2 separate regions of the Mus musculus genome follow, and region 2 is linked to region 1. The links are chromatin contacts, called in public Hi-C maps. All regions are on one chromosome and are shown on one strand. The core of a region is the stretch at or near the end of the contact, and the rest is flanking DNA. Distances in the headings are between cores, read along the strand shown. Region 1 overlaps Tpd52 (tumor protein D52). Region 2 overlaps Zbtb10 (zinc finger and BTB domain containing 10).

Region 1 (2,695 bases), core at 104-2,603:
CAGAGCTCATGTCTTACTCTGCATTACTCTTTGATTTCTTGTGAGTCAACCTTTCCCTTTCAGGGAATTCAGTGCTTGCTGACTCTTACAGGGTTTTTTATGATTGTGAGATCTTTTTTTTAATATTTTATTTTATTTTTTAATATTTATTTATTTATTTTATGTATGTGAGTACACTGTAGCTGTACAGATGATTGTGAGCCTTCATGTGGTTGTTGGGAATTGAATTTTGTCAGCACTGCTTGCTCTGGTCAACTCCACTAGCTCAGTCCCTGCTTGCTCCAGCCCATTTATCTATTTATTATTATACAAGTACACTGTAGTTGTCTTCAGACACATCAGAAGAGGGCGTCAGATCTCATTACGTGTGGTTGTGAGCCACCTTGTGGTTGCTGGGATTTGAACTCATGACCTTCAGAAGAGCAGTCAGTGCTCTTACCCACTGAGCTATCTCACGAGTCAGATTGCAAGATCTTTTTTTTTTTTTTTTTTTAAATTTATTTATTTATTATATGTAAATACACTGTAGCTGTCTTCAGACACACCAGAAGAGGGAGTCAGATCTTGTTACGGATGGTTGTGAGCCACCATGTGGTTGCTGGGATTTGAACTCTGGACCTTCGGAAGAACAGTCGGGTGCTCTTACCCACTGAGCCATCTCACCAGCCCAGATTGCAAGATCTTAAAGAACAACTTATCTGTCATTTACAAATGAAAACTAGAGTAGGCTTGTAGAGAGCTCTATCCGTGGAGAGGGAATTTAATGGTAGAGGAGACGTCTCTCCAGACACCGTAAGTGTCTCCCTGGCCTGACAGCCTGTGTGTCTTCAATAGATGGTCTCAGGTATCAGTTTTGTCTGTGGTGTTTGGAGGGAGGAAGAGGAGATGCTCTGAAGTAACTGGAGACTTAAAGATGGCTCACCCCCCTTGGAAGATTAAAGATTTAATGAGGCAGGTTTCTAGGAAGAGGGCAGTGAGCTGTTTGGAACAGTGAATGTGTTTTGCCAGTGTGTGTGTGTGTGTGTGTGTGTGTGTGTCTGTGTCTGTGTCTGTGTCTGTCTGTCTGTCTGTCTGTCTGTCTTCTCCCTGAGTGAGGTACTGACGGATGCTACGAATCCACACCCCTCATCTTCTCTTGTTACCATGTCCCTTCCTGCTTTGTCTCCTTTCTTCCTCAGTGACCCCAATGTCACTCAGTTCTGCTCTATCCTGGATCTTCTGCCAAATGAAATGGGTCATTTCCTTAGCTTCCGTTGTTCCTGGCCACCTCGAACAGGTTCCGAGTTCATTTTGCCCCAAGGTTTTCTTCTTTTCAGTGAGCTGATCACGGGGGCACGGCAGCCTTTGACAGCTCTCCACAGCCACTGCTTCTGGTCCCACAGTGCCACACTCCCATTTAGGAACACTGTGTATTCTCCCACACAGTGTCTCTGTTGAACCTTGTTTAAATGGGGCCTCTGTAAAATTACCTGGGATTGTCTATGCTACTGAAGTCCAGTTTCCAGATTTCAAACTGTCTGAAGGTGGTGTGCTACTGCTGTTCAGTGATGACCTAGCCTTGTAGCTGTACCTCAAGACGAGGCACAGAAAACTGCAGTGGTGCCATGTGGTCAGCCACCGCCACCCTCCATCCTGAGGTGGTTCCGCTGCCATCCACGCCTCCAGCTGGCTGTTGGGCAGTGTGTAGCTTTCGTGTTCTCCCCAGCCCGTGCTATTGACTACCCTGCTGCTGGAGGGACTCTGTAGATGAGCCCTGTACCCTGGCCATGGCTCCATGCTAAGCACAGCAGGGGCCCCCTGGTTAGTACTGAAGACGGAAGCTTCAATACTGCTGCTGAGTAGATAAGTAAGGAAGTAGCTAAACTTAGCAGTAAGCCCAGGAGGGGTGGGGTAGTGATGCCCAGTGTTAGTCACCTGCATTCAATCCTGCTGATGCCGACTCCCAGCCAGAGACACAGAAAGCTTCCATGGACCAAGCATTAGGCCTGGCGCTCTACCCTGCGTGCATGTTGGTATTTCTCTAAGACAAACTGAATGGAGCACACAAGTGTGTAGAATCAAAAAGACTTTCAAGTTTTAAACTATGCAACCTTGGAGGACCTTAGTTTTCTACTAGAAATCACTGTTCTCATTAGATGTTGATTTAATTTTGCTTGTTTGCTTCTATGGAATATGTTCATAATGAATACAAATGATTCCAGTGCAGCATGCTTTAGGCAGGAAGATGGACTATCACATGGGGACCTGAAGGTCTGGAGGGCTCAGATAGTAAGGAGGGGGCTCTGCTTAACTGCCTTAGTATGTTTGTTTGCTCAGACTGGGCTTTACCAAGAAGTACGAAGGTGGCCTGAGAGAAGGTTCAGGGGCCTGACTAACATTTGATCAAGCAGAGACTCTCTTGCCAATTTCCCCTCAAGGTGGCTGGTGTGGAAAAACCTGAATAGTCACATTGTCATTTAAAATAGCTTCCATTGGATTTTAGGAAAGAATATTAAAATCAAAGAACAAATGTTTGTTGGCTTGTTTGTAGTAGTCTCATTTCTTACCTTTTGTGATTTGCATGAAAAAGCAATATATTTTCTCCCCCAAACTAGATTGTCCTTCCATACTAAGTCCATTAGTGAGTTTATAGAAGACATGTATGTTCAGGACCACGGAAGAGTCGGCTTGAAGACTGCTCCTGACCTCATCTCCA
Region 2 (2,695 bases), core at 107-2,606, 310 kb before region 1:
GAGTGCAAGAATCAAGTTGAGGTCAACTAAGCTACGTAAGTTGCTGCCTGCTTCACGGACCCCCCCCAAAAGAGGTGAAGGGGTATCCTGTGGGACAGGTTTCCCCCTAAGCCTATGAGGACCCCAAATCTGCCTCTAAGGAGATGATTAATTCCAACAAGTAATCTCCTTGCCCCCAAATGATCCATGTTCCCCTGCCCCTGCTGTGAAACACGGCACACGTTCATGATCCCAGCCAATCAGGAAACTCTGTGGGAAGATGGTCAAGTCCAAGGCGAGTCTGGGCATTTTATTAAAACTGTCTTTAAAATATTTACACAAAACTGCAGTGTGAAACCATAAGTAAAATGAAATAAATGAAATACTATAAAGTATAGTGTTTCAAGTTATAAAACACATGGAACAAGGTACTACCATCAAATGAGGGTAATCTTAGTACCAAGGTAACAGCACAGAAAAGGGGGGCTAGGAATCATTCTAGAGCCTGTGTGTGACACTGTCTGGGGTGGAGTCCGCTGGCTTTGCTTAGGGTCCTCAGCATTCGCCATTTCTAAGTGCAGCGCAGGCTAGCCTGGCTTCTTCAGGATCCCAATACTCATGTGAATGACATGTGAATTGATGGCAGGAAAAAAACAAAAATAGCTGAAACTCATATAAAACTCGAGATAAATGATCTACACAAATTTCATTTTCATATAAACACAGCATTCATAAATTATCATAGCATATAAAAATGTCTGCAGATAGTTGCAGAACTAAAAGCAGGCCCTCTTCATAAACAGGCATAGGTATCTTTTTCTCTTTAGTCTTTCCCATTCAGTAATTTCATTTACAACCCAAATGCAAATACTAGTTCCTGTAGCACCCTAGAAACTTGTTTTCCACTCAAACTCACTGATTCAAGTGACAGACTGCAACTGCCCTGTCTTGCTTATACTAGACATCATAGTTTCTTTTCCTCACCATTCAAAGACATATTTATGCCAATAGACCTAGTCAGTACACTCCATAACTCAAATCTAATTAGAGATCAAATACTCCTTTGCCAAGTCATAAAACAAAGATCACAGCTTAGCCTTTGACATACAAAGATTAGTAGTCTTAAGTCTGAGCATACCTCAGTTCTTTTAATGTGATTGTTTGTTATCTTGAGATTTACAATTTTTGTTTCTAGATTTCTTATGATGTGAAAAGGGGAAAATATCATTTGTTATATTATAACCTTTTTCAAAGAGTACAGCTTTAAGAATAAAAATTTTCAAACTGCTGTGGTTAGAGAGTGATTAGCTCAGTTACCAATTGTTTGTGTCACCCTTATAAGCGCCAATGCTGGGCTTTCTCTATAGGCAGACCCCTGACACTTTCTGGCCAGCCAGCGAAGCATAGTCAGCAAAGCAGGAACCAAGCAAGCAAGCAAGCAAGCCCCACCTTATTAAAAACAAAAAAACAAGAAAGGCACATTGTCTACACACACACTCAGGGTTTAAGAGCGCCAGCTTATCTTCCAGGGCCTGGATCTAATTAATCCCCAGCACCATCCCGGCCTCCTCTTCTAGCTCCCACGGCACCAACCATACACGTAGTGACCATACATACAAAACAAAAATTCATACAAAACATAACATACAAAACAAAAATTCAAAGAGAGAGAAATTTAAAACAACCTGGCCAACTAATATATTGCTGCCAGAAACCAAATATTCAGTAGTATATAAATAAATCTTAAAAAAAAAAAAGTATGTTCAGTAAGATTTCATGGCCCAATTTTTAAAGTAAGCAGTAAGCCATGCTTCTAATAAAAGTGATTTTAAAAAACAAAACAAAACTGGCTTACTTTTCACAGCATACTCTACAATAAAGATGCCTGAAAGATTTAATCCTTCATTTTTATTTATTTTTAAAAATTCTGACACAGGGCTACACAGAAAAACCCATCTCGAAAAACCAAAACAAACAACCAAACAAACAAAAAAACAAAAACAAAACCAAGATTTACCTAAATATCTGGAATTGAATCCAAGTCCCATAAATGGAGACTGCATATTAATCCAACACCCTACTGGGTTATAGTATAGTTATAGTTATAGTATAGTTATAGTCAGTGCAACATGCAGACTAGATGTGTAAAAGCAGCACTGGGGAAACTGCAGCAAGGGGCTAAGCTGAGGTACATAGCCAGACTCTGCCTTAACAACAGAAATGCTTCTCCATGACAAAATAGGTATATTCACATTCAAGAAAAAAATTGAAAATACACAAAATAAACTTTTTATTCTCAAAATTAATTTTCTTTAAGAGCTTGGGTTTTTAGAGATTTTTGTGATTTCCTGTTAGAGAGATCATTAGAGGCACACTGGGGACTCTCCAGTGACAGGGCTACACGTAAAACTCACACCTCAACCAAAGTAAACCCCATGGCTTTAGACTCTGCTTTTAACAAACTTATAACAACAAGGTCAAAATAGTGAGATATCAAAAATGTCTAACAGTCATAAAATATTATTTTAATGGCAAGTGAGCTATATCTCAGTGGGTAAAGACATGACCTGAGTTCAGTCCCTGTGAGCTATATGGCAAGGAGAGAACTAATTCTCCATAAGTTGCAAAGCACAAACACACACACACACACACACACACACACAAATAAATAGATGTGTTAATTTCTTAATAAATAATAATGAACAACTATCACCAT

Evidence for each region. A called contact is a pair of places that touch in the nucleus more often than the background predicts.
Region 2: a contact with region 1 is called in a Hi-C map of B cells, with 2.5 times the contacts expected there. The contact joins two enhancer-like sites. A contact is called at or near these places in 19 of 484 Hi-C or Micro-C datasets (B cells, bone marrow-derived dendritic cells, cardiomyocytes and 12 more), 2 of 115 datasets of contacts at active chromatin or transcription factors (forebrain and large pre-B cells) and 1 of 9 other capture datasets (embryonic stem cells).

The regions. Positions count from the first base shown.
Region 1 is chr3:8,958,234-8,960,928 of GRCm38.p6, reverse strand. All of the region lies in intron 1 of Tpd52 (tumor protein D52), which reads left to right. Among named protein-coding and RNA genes, the nearest start is that of Tpd52, 4.6 kb to the left of the region's middle. Within about 2 kb of position 1,353, at least 25 of the 459 cell types and tissues checked have an H3K27ac peak or open chromatin away from gene starts, as enhancers often do. A contact at or near this core is called in B cells, where this site is marked.
Region 2 is chr3:9,270,667-9,273,361 of GRCm38.p6, reverse strand. All of the region lies in intron 2 of Zbtb10 (zinc finger and BTB domain containing 10), which reads right to left. Among named protein-coding and RNA genes, the nearest start is that of Zbtb10, 21 kb to the right of the region's middle. Within about 2 kb of position 1,356, at least 2 of the 459 cell types and tissues checked have an H3K27ac peak or open chromatin away from gene starts, as enhancers often do. A contact at or near this core is called in B cells, where this site is marked.